Regions from separate parts of the Mus musculus genome. Here all the other regions are linked to region 1. A link is a contact called in public HiChIP or PLAC-seq and promoter capture Hi-C data. All regions are on one chromosome and are shown on one strand. Each heading gives the region's core, a stretch centred on a gene start, on an enhancer-like site or on the middle of the called end of the contact. The rest is flanking DNA. Distances are from core to core; before and after follow the strand shown. Region 1 holds the start of Ecel1 (endothelin converting enzyme-like 1). Region 2 holds the start of Tex44 (testis expressed 44). Region 3 overlaps Gm41908 (a long non-coding RNA gene).

Region 1 (4,579 bases), core at 1,132-3,631:
GTGTAGCCCAGAGCTGACACATTGCAGGGGCCAGGGTTCTACCCCACACAGTACAGATCTGAGCTGGCACTGACCATAGCTAGGTCTTGGATTGGTGGTCTGGCTTTAGGATATTCCCTCCCTTGTTTAGGGCAAGATACACAGCACCTTGGTGAATGCTCAATAGCCATGAATCCTTGTGAATATTGCTGTCCCAAAGCTATACCAGAGATGGGGCTACAGGCGCTCCTTATCTAGAAGACAAACCCAGTGATGCTCCATCAACACAGTCGTTGGGATATGACTTTGGCTTGTGTGGAGGCAAAGAACTGCTTCCAAATGCTTCTGCCCCTCATACCCCTGTGTGCCTTCTCTGACTGCCGCCTGCCTTCTTTTCCCAAGGTGGGTCTCTAGAACCTCATTTGGGGCTCTTCTGGACTCAGCTAGGAATGGCCCGGTCCTGTCAATCTAATCTTCATCGGATCTGGGAGCACGTAGCAACTGAAGGAGAATCTCTGAGAACCTCAGAGATCGATGGAGCAAGATAGGCAGGAGAGAGAAGGAGTGGTTCTCTGAACCCTTTCTATGGACAGCCTGACCACAGGACATGTCAAGGTGACAAGGGCCTAATGGTCAAAGGACCCAATTCTAAGCTTATTTCAGCACTCAGGGTTCAGTGTGAAGTATAAGGTGTTGAACAGAACAGGCAGCTGGGGAGGCCCAATCCGCCTGGCCAGCCTGGCCGGGAGACAGATGAATGGATCAATGGTAGTTGAGTGTGTGAGTGGTGACCAGAAGAAGAGCTCCAAGGACTGACCCCAGAGGAGAGAAGCAAATAAAGGGACTGAGGACCAGGGTCCCTATCCTCCTGTGGATGCAGAGGAAAGTCCCCGGGGAAGCAGGTTTGCCTCTGTGCCTTGCTGTCGGAGTAGTCGGCTCCTTGAGACAATATCCATTTTTATATTTCTTGGAAATTTCACGGCATTCATTTCGGGGAAAATAAAAGCTGTCATTGCCGGAGAAATGATACCAATCAGGGCCTGAAAAGGCTGGAAAATTATCCTCCAGGAGATGGAATGTTGAGGGGAAAATGCAGATTAAAAGCACAAAGAGCCACTCTGCCACCGCCCTGCCCTCCCCTCCCCCCTCACGGAAACACGGCATTTTTGCGTAATTCCATCGCTCCTCAGTAGAATTAATTGGACCTGAGAAGAATGCATGGGGCAGGAGAGGACCTTAGGATGGTCAGAATGAAAGACAGTCCTGTGAGTGGGACTTAGAAATGGACAGACTGGACAGGCAGGAAAGTGGTAGAGGTGGCCACTAAAGGCTAGTGACTGGGTAGCTGACGATGAAGAACATCCGGAGGGGATGGCGACGGGATGGTGGTCGCTCTCCGCAGTCCCACCTCAACATGGGTTCTATCACATCGGTCTTCACCAATGTCTGAAACATTGCTTAGGCCAGGGCTGCAGGCTGGAGCCACAAGGTTGGGATTGCTGGGGCTGTGTGGTCCTTTGCTGGGGATACCAGAAGAGATGGGTAAGTCGAGGCAGAGAAAGCAGATTCCTGAAACAGTAGCAGTCCTTCAGAAAGCTCCCAGGTCTCTGTCACGTGTGGGCTTCACCTTGTGGGTACAGTGGAGAGGTAAAGATGATTCTGTCTCTTGGAAGGAGCGAGGTCCCCAACATTTAAAAAGCTAGTTCAGCCAACCGGAATGGGTGGAAGACTGGACAAACTCACCCTGTGTAGTCCCGTGAGGGAAGTGGAGCAAGATTCCTCCCTCTCCCCACCCTACCATCCTTTTCTAGGCCTTTCTATGTGGGTCTGGGACTTCCTGCCAATGATGTCAGGAAAACCTAAGGTTGAGGAGGCCACAGCCTCAGCCTCTACTTGCAACCTCCCCAGGAGAGCTAGGTAAAGGGTCTTGTACCAACCAGAACCCAGATGGGGCAAGCAGGAGTTAAAAGGACAAAGAAGTCTTGGTGCTGATGGCGCCTGGCAGAGTGCTGGTCCAGATACAGGCTCTTCACCTGCCCATTGGAGTCCTCCCTGGGCTGAGCTTCTGTGGGCTCGGCCCAGACTTCCCTCTGGCCTCCAGATCTCCAGCTTCAGTCCCTTTACCGCAGACTGGTAGGTGGCTCCAAGTGGCTCATCAGAAGGGACCGTGCTTCCTCCTCCCGGGACAGATCTGGACTCCGGAGTCCTGGAGCCAGAAGCTGGTGCATCACTCTCAGGAGCGTTATCTCCGCGGTCGCCATCCCCACCTCCGCACTGCTGGAGCTGACAGGTAGCCCAGAGGGAAGCAGAGAGAAGGAGGGGTGCAGGGGGCGGGAGAAGGAGGGTGGAGCCGCCGGCGCGCCCCCTCCTTCGGGGCTGGCGGGCGGCGCGGCGCGGCGGCAGAGGCGGCGGGCGCACGAAGAGAGCCGCAGCCAGCCCAGCTCCTCTCCGGCTGAGGCCGGGATTTGCTCCCGACCCCTCCCTCGGTCCTCGCCCGGCCCAGACGCGCACCTGCCGGGTAAGTGTCATTCGGGCCCGCCGCCTCCGAGGACATCATCACAGCCACCTCCGAGGCCACCGCGGCTGCCGAGCCGAGCTTCTCGGCTTTGTCTCTGTCCTCCCGGCTCTGGCTCCAGCTGCGGCTGCGGCTGCGACTCCAGGACTCGGCTCTCAAGCTCCGCTGACTGCGCCGCGCGACGCAAGAGATTGAGCTCAGGGCTGGCGCAGCAAAGGGGGTGAAACTTCTCCCAACTTTGGATTCTGGGGAGAACCTGTTGACGACAGGGATGGCCCGGGGCGTTGATGGGTGGCAAATGATGAAACCAGTCTCTGGTTTTCCATCTGGGCCGTCGGGGTTGGGGAGTCGGGTGGGGGAAAGATGGGGAATGGAGAGGGCTGCTGCTTGGGGAAGGGACTTGTGGGCTTTGGAGCCATTGAAGAGAAACAGCCAGAGGGTGGCTTGAGAGTGGTCCTGCAGACTTCCCCGAGGACGAAGTTTGGGTGTCTGGTCGCTTTTAGTTCGGAGAACTGAAGGAGGCTTCAGGGTCCGCAGAGAGGCGCCCCTGACCACACCTCCTTTCTCCGGCCTCTGCTTCCCCCTCCCCCACCTGGCTTGTCTGGAGAGGATGATGGGCAAGAAAGGCAAAGACAAGGGAAACAGGTTGTCAGTGAAGCCCCCACTTTGTGCCCGGTGCTCTTTGGTTTTGTGTCCGAGCATCCTTACTCTGTGGTGAGCTTGTGGAGACCTGGGTAGGCAGGTTAAAGGCTACTATTCCAGTAAGAGCTGCTGGCAACTGAACCCTTCTTTCTTGGTTGACGGAGTGAAGTGGGATCCTTGGTTGTGGATCACAGGTGGCCTCCATCTTCTTAAACTAACTCCCACCCTTTGTTTTCTGGGTCCCCTCACTTTCCAGGGCCTCTCTGAGCCTGCTAATGTTCCCTTCCTACAGCTGCGACCGAGGGCCATGTGGGCTCCGACCAGAAAGCCCGCAGACAGAAGCAGCCTATAATCGACCAAACAAGGGGTCTGCAGCCAAAGCCTCGGCACAATGGAGGCCCCGTATTCCATGACAGCGCACTACGACGAGTTCCAGGAAGTCAAGTATGTGAGCCGGTGTGGCACCGGGGGCGCTCGAGGGACCTCACTGCCTCCAGGCTTCCCGAGGGGCTCAGGGCGCAGTGCTAGCGGGTCCAGGTCTGGGCTGCCCCGCTGGAATCGACGCGAGGTGTGCCTGCTGTCGGGGTTGGTGTTTGCTGCCGGCCTCTGCGCCATCCTGGCGGCCATGCTGGCGCTCAAATACCTGGGCCCGGGAGCGGCGGGCGGTGGCGGAGCCTGTCCCGAGGGCTGCCCCGAGCGCAAGGCCTTTGCACGCGCCGCCCGCTTTCTGTCTGCCAACCTGGACGCCAGCATCGACCCGTGCCAGGACTTCTACTCGTTCGCGTGCGGAGGCTGGCTGCGGCGCCACGCTATCCCCGACGACAAGCTCACCTACGGCACGATCGCGGCCATCGGAGAGCAGAACGAGGAGCGTCTGCGGCGCCTGCTGGCGAGACCCACCGGAGGCCCCGGCGGCGCTGCGCAGCGCAAGGTGCGCGCCTTCTTCCGCTCGTGCCTCGACATGCGCGAGATCGAGAGGCTCGGGCCGCGGCCCATGCTCGAGGTCATCGAGGACTGCGGCGGCTGGGACCTGGGCGGCGCGGCCGATCGCCCCGGGGCGGCTCGCTGGGACCTCAACCGACTGCTGTACAAGGCACAGGGTGTGTACAGCGCGGCCGCGCTCTTCTCGCTTACAGTCAGCCTGGACGACAGGAACTCCTCGCGCTACGTCATCCGCGTGAGTGTCCCCCCCCCTCCGCCTTTCCGCCCCACGACAATCCTCGCACCCCACCTGAGACCTCCCGCATCCTTGGCCCGGCGTGCCCCCTGCTCCATCCCGCGTCCGAAGGATACGGGTTCGGACAGCTAGGGGATCAGGGAGGAGCGGGGCGCGCGCAGGGGCAGAGCGCGGGAGGAGGGCGCAAGTAATTTCCCTGGAGTAATTGCTGTGTTTAGCTGAGCTGCGGGAGCCGCAATTCCCAGCCCTCAGGCAGGTGGGGTTCG
Region 2 (4,579 bases), core at 983-3,482, 730 kb after region 1:
ATAAAACAAAGACAAAAAAACAAAACAAAACAAAACAAAAAACAAGAAGAAATGTAGAGGCCTTGCCCTGGAGAAGCCAGGAGAGTTAAACACAGTTTATGTCTAACTGGAATGATGCAGTTTTACAGCCTGGTGATCCTTTGCTGTTTGATGAGACAAGCTCTGCCCGTATCTCCCAGAGTTTATGTTTGTACTTATCCCAGGCCCTTTCCCCTAAATCTCCATCGCATTTAGACCACAAGCTCATTCTTAGGAGGGATGTCACTTGTGTTTCACAACAGCCTAAGTGACAGCTGTGTTCTGTTAGGGCCAGCCTAAGTGTGTGCGCATCCCTCCTGTGAGGCCTGATATTGTACCCTCTACCCCCAAACCCTCTCCTACCTTCCAAAACCTCAATCGGTAGCTTGGGCATGGGGCTGAGCAACAGGCAGGTACATGTCCTCGGTTTACCTGTGGGCCCCATCGGTCCTTTTACCCTGTTGTCCCACTGCATGGATAAGGGCAGAGCTTAGAAAATAAACGCTTGTGGTTATTTACTGAAAGGCAGGGGACAGTTACCTAGTGCAGGGTTGGGGAAGAAGTAGGGGGCTTGCTGGTCTAGTTACCACTGGGGCCAGTGCGGGCCCAGCGTGAGGTGAGATGATGGGCCAGGTAGCGCATAGCTGAACGGATGCCTTCCATAGTCCGTCTCTCCACAGACTCCAGCAGGTGCGTGACAGAGTGCAGGGCTGAGCCAGTTCCAGACATCACCCCAGAGGAGAAAGCTGACCTGGCGCTGCGCAAGAGGCTGGCGACAGTCCGCAGGCGGGGACCCTCGTCTTGTAGCCGGTCAGCTGGAGAGCTGCAGCCCGAGGCCAGAATGCCCACAGCCACACCCATGCGTGTGGCTGTGTCTGACCACACCAGGATGTCTGTGAGGGAGCTGATGGAGCCCTCTCCACAACCCAGCAGGCTGGTCATGGAGCGCATGTAGTCGTTCTCCACATCAGGTCTATACAGATTGGGGTCCAGAAGGTTCCTGCCCAGGGCCACCTGGTAGAAATCTGGAGAGTGGGGTGGGCTGCCACCTGGGGAGCCTGGGTCAGGTGGATCCGGTGGGATACCTGAGTCAGCAGCTGAATCCTCACTGGTCAGCCCTGGCGATCTAGCTTTGCTCCCAGGGTTCAAGGCCTTGAACCCTTCAGCTTCCTGCTTGGCCGAGTTGGTGGTAGGCGTGGGTTCTGGGTCGCGACCACTGGTATCGGAAGGGGGTGGGTCAGCAGCTCCCACCGAAGTCTGGACATGTTCAGGCAGGTTAGATAGCACGTCAGCATTTGGAACTAATACTGGCTGCCCTTCTGGAACATTCGGGTTTCCCAGTGTCTTTTCCTGGGTCTGGGAGTCACTCGGGGAAACCGTCCGGCTCCGACTTGTACGGTTGTTTTCAGCTAGCCTGTCCCACACTGGGTTCTGGAAACCCACAAACACTTGCAGGATACCTGGGTCTTGGGGCAGCAAAGATGTGGTCTCTTCAGGATTGTCCTGGCCCTGATGTGGAATATCTGGGCTCTCATCTTTGACTGCAGAAGTTGCTGTATCTGTGGAGATGGCTGGCTCTACATCTTGCCCTATGGAGGTGTCCATCTGCATGGAGGGCTGATCTTTATTCTGTCCCACAGAAGTGGCAATCTGCAAAGATGCCTGGTCTTCATCCTGTCCCATCAAGGTGGCAGTCTGTATGGAGGCCTGATCTTTATTCTGTCCCACAGAAGTGACAATCTGCAAAAATGCCTGGTCTTCATCTTGTCCCATCAAGGTGGCAGTCTGTATGGAGGCCTGGTCTTTATCCTGCTCAAAAACTGTGTTAATCTGCATGTACGCCTGGTCTACATTTTTCTCCGTGATGGTGGAAATCTGCTTGGAGAGCAGGTCCTCATCTTGTCTCATGAAGGTATCAGTCCGAATGAAGTCCTGCTCTTCATTTTGCTCTGTGGTGATGGCTTTCGCCTCAGAGGTTTGATCTACATCATGTTCAGCTAGCACTTCGTCGATGTCTCCTGGTGGGACGTCATCGGGCAGGGAGTCTGGTCCTTCGGACTCTCCGGGTAAATCTGCAGAGTTTTCATCAGCTGTGTTGTCCGAGGAGGCCTCGGGAAGATCATGTGTAGAACTGCTGCTGGCTTCAGGGTCTTCCAAGGGCTCAGCGGTCATCTATGCCCCCTGCTACTTATGGTGGTTGGGAAGGAGTGGCTTGGCCCTGCTAGGCTCAGTTGTCCAGGTGGTGAGGTCACAGCAGGTTGTGGGCAGCTGATGATGTCACAGGTACTTGTAGAGCAAGGGTCCTGAATGTCCTGAGTCTGCTGAGTGGCTGTCCTGGCGAGCTGACTATAGGTGGTGTTGCATAGCCAGAGTAGTGGGTACAGAGGAAATGAAGAATAACTGTCTTGGTTTAAGATGGAGATACGTAGGTAGGTGCAGATGCAGCCGCAGGGCTGTGAGTGGTTTCGGGAACTGTACTTTGGGGCATGATACAGGAAGGTAATGCTGAGTTTGAATTAGTAGGTTTTAAACTTATTTTGGGGACAGGGGATCAGTGCTCTTGTTATGTAGTTGAGGCTGGTCTCCCACTCTGATCTTCCTGTCTTAGCCTCTCAAGAGCTAGGATTACAGACATTTGTTATACCAGGTTATCCCTCCCACCATCTCTCTATTCTATTGGGCTACTTCAGGACCCCAATTTCTTTCTTTCAGGCCGGTCTTTCTTTGGTAATTTTTCTAGCAATGAGGAGGAATAGTGGAGGCCAGGGCCTGGGCGGCATCTAGGCTGGCTATCCTTAGTGCTAGAGTTAACCTTTTGACACAGGACAATCTACCTGCTCATCTGGGCTGGGAGGGCAGGGCACCACTAATGGGTACAGACTCCAGGGCAATCCTAAGAAGAGCTTGGTCCCCAGATAACCCCACTGTATGAAGAAGGTAGCCGGGGACTGGGTTTGGCTGAGTGTAGCGCACTTGCCCAGCATGCTCTGGTTCCATCCCCAGCATTGGAGTGGATGGTTCTATTTGTGTGTTTGTGCTCACCCTAGTTGCCAGGTTAGGTGTAGTTCCTGCTCCTGGGGATAAGAGGAGATGCAACCATCTGATGATGCCCCTAGGGACCCCAGCATCCCTAGGGAGAACTGGGTCTATGTTTATATCTTCTCTCCTAGGGGCAAGGCTGTGGGTCCATGACTGCCCCACTGCTAGGCACAGCCTCTTGGGGAAGCGGAACGCTGGGAGTTTGACTGCCTTTATTCCATGCCACCGCCACTGTGACTGCTGCCGGGGCTGAGACACCTCCCGGGTGGGAAAAAGCTGGAGTTGGTTCAGGGGTCCCTGGGCCTGCAACGAGGCCTGGGCCGTGGGGTTCTCAGACTCTTAGACATCCGCTGGGAGTTTCAGCAGAGCAGAAAACAGAGTCGGGCTGTGGGCTGGGGACAGTGTCTAGCCTGGGGTGGGGGGAGGGGAAGGGGGAGGAGCTCCGGCTTGTCCCAGGGGGTGATATTGTCCTTAGCTTGGTGGAGGCAGGCTTGGTGGCAGTTGTGGCTGAGAGCACAGAGAGACCTTCTATGGGAGAATTAAGCTGCGGCTCTGTAGTTGAATGCCTTCCCCATGGCTCCCCACTGTGGCTCTTGTTGAAAGAGACAGTCCACAGTTCTAAACAGTTTATTGGCTGTTCATGGTGGAAAATGGATGTGTACTGTATCCACTTCTCCGGGTGGACCTGAGGTTAAATACCTTTTGCAGGGAGGAATGTCTGGGAAGGGAAGCTTATTGGCTAAGTCCTCCAGGCCTCTAGGTACCTCATTAGCATGGAGAACTCAGTTTTGGGGAGGGGGGAAGGAGGGGAGAGGGGAGGGATGGAGGGAGGGAGAGAGAGAGAGAGAGAGAGGGAGAGAGAGAGAGAGAGAGAAAGAGAGAGAGAAGAAATGCAATTATACTCTTGGGCCAGGTGGTGGTGGTGCAAGCTTTTAATCCCAGCACTCCTGAGACAGAGGCAGGTGGCTCTGTGAGTTTGAGGCCAGCCTGGTCTACATAACAAGCTCCGGGACAGCCAAGACTACATAGTAAGAAATTTTCTTTAAAAACAACAAAAGATAATCAATGGTCTGTGGTGGAGGGATGCTGGCCAGTATGGTAACTGACTTACCATGCCTGTAGATGCAACCTAATGGCAGCTCTGGGTCACACTGTAGTAGTTCCATCACAGAACACAGGCTTCCCCCTCTATCCTTCCTGTGTTGTCTCCCATTCTGCCTCTCCTGGTCCCCTGTCCCTGGCTCCTTCTCTGAAGTGATGGCTTAAATTGGGGCTGTTCCTTACAGGCCTACGTATTTGAGCACCCAGTCCTCAGCTTGTAGGGTCGTTCTGAAGTCTGTGGAGCCTGAAGGAAGTGGGGCTTGGCTGGCAGAACTAGGTCCCTGGCACAGGGTCTTTGTAGGTCATGCTTACCCTGGGTTCCAGCCATGCTCTCTCCTTCCTGTTTGCTGTGATGTGAGCAACTGTCACCATGCCACCTGTCATGATACACAGGCGACATGTCTCTAAAGCACCAGCCAGA
Region 3 (4,579 bases), core at 870-3,369, 520 kb after region 1:
GCTGCTTACATACTACTCCCCTGGCTTGCTCAGCCTGCTTTCTTATGCCATCCAGGACCCTCCACTTAAAGGTGGCACTACTCCCTGTGGAGTGTGGTGGGGTGGCCTCACCCGTATCACCCACAATTCAGAATATGCACCATAGCCTTGTCCATTGTCAGTTTAGTGAGGGCATTTTCTCAGTTGATGTTCCTCTTCTTTTTTTTTTTCTTTAAATATTTTTTATTACGTATTTTCCTCAATTACATTTCCAATGCTATCCCAAAAGTCCCCCATACCCACCCCCACTCCCCTACCCACCCATTCCCACTTTTTGGCCCTGGCGTTCCCCTGTACTGGGGCATATAAAGTTTGCATGTCCAATGGGCCTCTCTTTCCAGTGATGGCCGACTAGGCCATCTTCTGATACATATGCAGCTAGAGTCAAGAGCTCCGGGGTACTGGTTAGTTCATATTGTTGTTCCACCTACAGGGTTGCAGATCTCTTTAGCTCCTTGGATACTTTCTCTAGCTCCTCCATTGAGGGCCCTGTGATCCATCCAATAGCTGACTGTGAGCATCCACTTATGTGTTTGCTAGGCCCCGGCCTAGTCTCACAAGAGACAGCTATATCAGGGTCCTTTCAGCAAACGCTTGCTAGTGTATGCAATGGTGTCATGATGTTCCTCTTCTAAAATGACTCTCGCTTGTGTCAAGTTGACAAAATTAATTAATTAATTAAACATTTTTTTTAAAAGCCAGCCAGTACAGGAGTCATTTATTTTTTCAAAAGGCCACCTGCGCCGGGGCCTAGCAAACACAGAAGTGGATGATCACAGTCAACTATTGGATGGATCACAGGGTCCCCAATGGAGGAGCTAGAGAAATTACCCAAGGAGCTAAAGGGAACTGCAACCCTGTAGGTGGAACAACAATATGAACTAACCAGTACCCCGGAGCTCTTGTCTCTAGCTGCATATGTATCAAAAGATGGCCTAGTCAGCCATCACTGCAAAGAGAGGCCCATTGGACTTGCAAACTTCATATGTCCCAGTACAGGGGAACCCCAGGGCCAAAAAGGGGGAGTGGGTGGGTAGGAGATTGGGGGGGTGGGTATGGGGGACTTTGGGGATAGCATTGAAAATGTAAACGAGGAAAATACCTAATAAAGAAATAAATTAAAAAAAAAAAAAAGGCCACCTGCTTTTCCATCTGTGCCCTTTCTCTTCCCTTTTCCCTTTACGTTGAGTACATAGACTTCACTGTCTAAGAGCACTCACCTATGCGACCCATTTGTGTGTTCAGGGTCCACCTGTTAATAATCACTTGCTTGTCTTTCTGTCATTAATCCATATCTTGCCAATCTAAATCCCAAAGAGAAGCTACAAGGGTAGAAGGGAAAGGATTTTTTTCCTCCCCTAGAGTCACAAGTTCTTTTTCTCTTCAAGAACCATCTTCCTCTGAGTGTTGTTGGACTTCATTTCCCAGCTTCCTTTGCTGTTAGGTGCAGCCATGTGATTAAATTCCAGCCAATGGAATATGAGCAATGTACTATGCATGGCTCTTGAAAAATTCCGTGCTCTGTGTGTGTGTGTGTGTGTGTGTGTGTGTGTGTGTGTGTGTGATGTCCGTTTGTCTGAGAGCTTTGAAATTCACACCGATTATATTTGTGATAAATATGTCCTTTCTTAAAGCTGCCCAGGATATTTTGATTTTGCAAAGTACTGGAAGTTGACACCAAGCGCTAAGTTCATGCAGAGAAAAAGCATCAGTCGCTATACCAGCTTACCATACAAGGCGCCATACTGCATCCCCAGTGGGGTTCTAATACCAAGTCGACAAGTTCTAGCACCAGGAAGTTCCTTCCTCCCATCTGAAAGCATAACACTAACAAGGTCTTCAAACCCACAGTGGGAGTGAGCTAACAAGTTTGTCTCTCTGGCTGTTACTACTCTATACCTAGCCTCACAGCAGGATGCCTGTGGCCCTTTTTGATGCTGCCTCTGCTGGAGCACACTCAAGAATTCTTTTAGACTCCTAGGATTCTCTTGTCTCCGGTCACCTCTATGACTGTCCCAAACCCCACATCACCAAGGTGGCCATGCACCAGAACACGTTAGCTTCAGCCAGGCACAACATAGTCCTTTCAACCAAGAGACTTTGGCCAGGGCCTTCTGGATGACTCTGCTGGTCTCCTGGCCCTGGACTCAGGGAGAAGAGGCTGTGGGTCTCCATTGTTTTTTTCCAGGGGGCTGTGAGCTACTTGCTCCAGATCTCTGCTCACCAGGGAGGCTAGCACCTGCTATGCCTGGTCCACACTGACCCTCATCTGGAGAAAAGGAGCTGGCCTTCCTTCTACAGTAAAACAAAGAGGCCACCCAGGGACTCTATGCAGAGCTCAGATCTGCTCCAAGATGTCCTGCTGGCTTGCTCAAAAGAGCAGCTGGGCGCTTTTTCTTCTCTATTAAAAACAATCACTGCAGATTACATTGACTTGAGAGGAATAGATGATGAGCCCCTGGGAAGATATTAATTTCCATTTTGTTACAAAAACATACAAGCAGACTGCTGAGAATCCAGTCCTCTCATTTGCTTGTAAAACATATTTTGCATTAGTGCATTCCTTCTTCTAGAGTGTATTAATTTGCATTTGCTCCTTTTTAGAATTTAGCTAATGGCTTATTAATTTTTTTTTCACTGCCTAGGAGGGAGTTTTCCCTTCTAATGAGCATAATATTAAACCCTACAAGCAGTCAACCCCCAAACACCCTGTGGGTCCAGCCCAAGCAGTGAGTCCACGCTGGTCACCTATAGCCCAGTGCTCTTCTGGCCTGAGAGCAAACAAAACCACGGGCTTGCCTTTTTCTCCATCAGCACAGAATTGTAAAAGGAATTTGACTAAATACTAGAGAGGGGGAAAAAAAAAATCAAGTCAGTGTGGTAATAAAGGACTTGAAAGCTCCCCTGTGAGACTTATTGGGAGGTTTTGCTGTTCTTCCCAAGCTCGGCCCTGCCTTCTCCATCGCTGGGGTGCTGGGGTGCGTTCCTGGGTTTGAGCATTCTATTCTCTCTCCAAATATGACTGAGAAACTGACTGGGACAAAAACTTCAGTCTGAAGTCCACGCCAGTGGGTGGCCACAGGGTCAACAGAAGCCCCATTCTCCAAAGCCATCTGCCCCCAGATATACAAAAGGAAGAACCTGGATGCCTGGCAGACCCTGTCCTCCCACCCCTGTCCCATACTGCCCCGCTCTGCACAAAGGTCACTTCCTCCAGGTGCCTATGATTAAGTTTATCAACTCTCTCTTCCTCCATTTTGTTTAAATTTATTACTTCCTTTTTCTCCTTTCTCTTGGTTTGCAGCTTAAAGGGAACAAGGTTCACCAGGCATGGGCTTGATTTATGGTTTCTCTTTTTTTCCCTCCTTAATGTAAGCCCTGGGAGCAATGAATCTCCTCTAAGTACTGCACTGGCAGCATCCCAGAAGCAGAGATGTGTCACTTTCATGGTTGTGTTCTTAAAATATTCTGTGCAGTCCCGAATGTCTTCCCTAATGAAAGGTTTATTTAAGAAAGGATCCGCTCCGCCCAGTGCAATGAGAAACAGCTGAAGACAAGTCAGGGCCAGAGGAGCAGGAAGGAGATTCCATTTGCTGAGACCAATCTCACTCCGTGAAATGAAAACTTCTTGAGGTAAGCAAGGTGGCACACTCACGTGACCACATTCATTCACAAGGCTGAGGCAGGTGGAGCCTAACTTTGAGGCCAACCAGGGCAACACGGTGAGACATCTCAAGAAAAATAATAATTAAAGTGAATGGACATGTGACAAACATTGATAAATCGGTTGCTTTCCTCTTAGGAGTTCTGAGGAAAATATAAGAAAGGTAGCTCAGTCAGTGCTGGCAGAGCATGAGAAAGCCTGCTTCCCATTCCCAGAACCAAATAAACGGGACAAAATGGCACATACCCACAACCCCAGCACTCAGAAGACTGGGGGATATCAGAAGTTCAAAGTCACCCTCCTATACACGAGACCAGCCTCGGTTACGTGGGACCCTGATTCAAACAAACAAAATCAATGAACTTTTAAGGAAAGTTGTCTAAATAATTCTGAAGTGCATCTGTAAAAACACAATGAGTTGTAATCCACCCTCCTCCTGAGGTCAGGGTATGGGTGCCTGGGAAGAAGGCAGGTAGGGGACAGCCACCACCCAAAGCCTTGTGTTTTCTGAGATGTGACTACAGTCTATTCCAGTCATTCAGGAAGGACTTGCTAGATATGCAGCCTGTAGAAACTACGGCCAGAGCAGCAAAAAGGACAAAGAATCTTCCTCCAGGATAGGAAAGGCAAGTCTTAGACAAATGAACACGTGTGAGTACCAGAGAATACTGTAGGGAGGACTGAAGCACCCTGTAGGAAGGACTAAAGCACCCTGGCAGAACAGAGGAGGGTGCTCCCTGCAGAGACCTAGGTGACAGAGATCACTCAGTCTGGGGAGTGTGGGGTCATTACTGTGAAGGTCAAGAAGAAAGGAGACAGTCAGGGCTGTGCCACACACTAAACACCACCCCCACGCCTGTGCAGATGATCCTCGGG

What was found. Promoter capture Hi-C pulls out the DNA fragments that hold promoters and counts their contacts. HiChIP or PLAC-seq counts read pairs in DNA pulled down with a chosen protein or histone mark.
Region 2: a promoter capture Hi-C map of liver shows a contact between it and region 1, with 3 times the contacts expected there. The contact joins the promoter of Tex44 here to the promoter of Ecel1 in region 1. A contact is called at or near these places in 4 of 39 promoter capture datasets (the 3T3-L1 cell line, hippocampal neurons, liver and 1 more) and 1 of 115 datasets of contacts at active chromatin or transcription factors (stem cell-derived neural progenitor cells).
Region 3: a contact with region 1 is called in an H3K4me3 HiChIP or PLAC-seq map of embryonic basal ganglia, with 4 times the contacts expected there. The contact joins the enhancer-like site here to the promoter of Ecel1 in region 1. A contact is called at or near these places in 13 of 39 promoter capture datasets (the C10 cell line, the HPC-7 cell line, cranial neural crest and 8 more), 1 of 484 Hi-C or Micro-C datasets (bone marrow-derived macrophages), 10 of 115 datasets of contacts at active chromatin or transcription factors (embryonic basal ganglia, embryonic forebrain, embryonic hindbrain and 5 more) and 3 of 9 other capture datasets (adipose tissue, embryonic stem cells and macrophages).

Annotation. Positions count from the first base shown.
Region 1 is chr1:87,153,938-87,158,516 of GRCm38.p6, reverse strand. It overlaps Ecel1 (endothelin converting enzyme-like 1), which reads left to right and starts at 2,381. Exons shown (of 18, transcript NM_001277925.1): 1 at 2,381-2,497; 2 at 3,429-4,313. The coding sequence starts at 3,528. The region is part of intron 3 of Gm33292 (a long non-coding RNA gene); the gene reads right to left.
Region 2 is chr1:86,423,982-86,428,560 of GRCm38.p6, reverse strand. Tex44 (testis expressed 44) reads right to left here and starts at 2,232. Exons shown (of 1, transcript NM_027966.1): 1 at 512-2,232. The coding sequence starts at 2,190. The coding sequence ends at 598.
Region 3 is chr1:86,631,846-86,636,424 of GRCm38.p6, reverse strand. The region is part of intron 1 of Gm41908 (a long non-coding RNA gene); the gene reads right to left. Among named protein-coding and RNA genes, the nearest start is that of Gm41908, 7.1 kb to the right of the region's middle. Within about 2 kb of position 2,119, at least 56 of the 459 cell types and tissues checked have an H3K27ac peak or open chromatin away from gene starts, as enhancers often do. A contact at or near this core is called in the HPC-7 cell line, embryonic basal ganglia and liver, where this site is marked.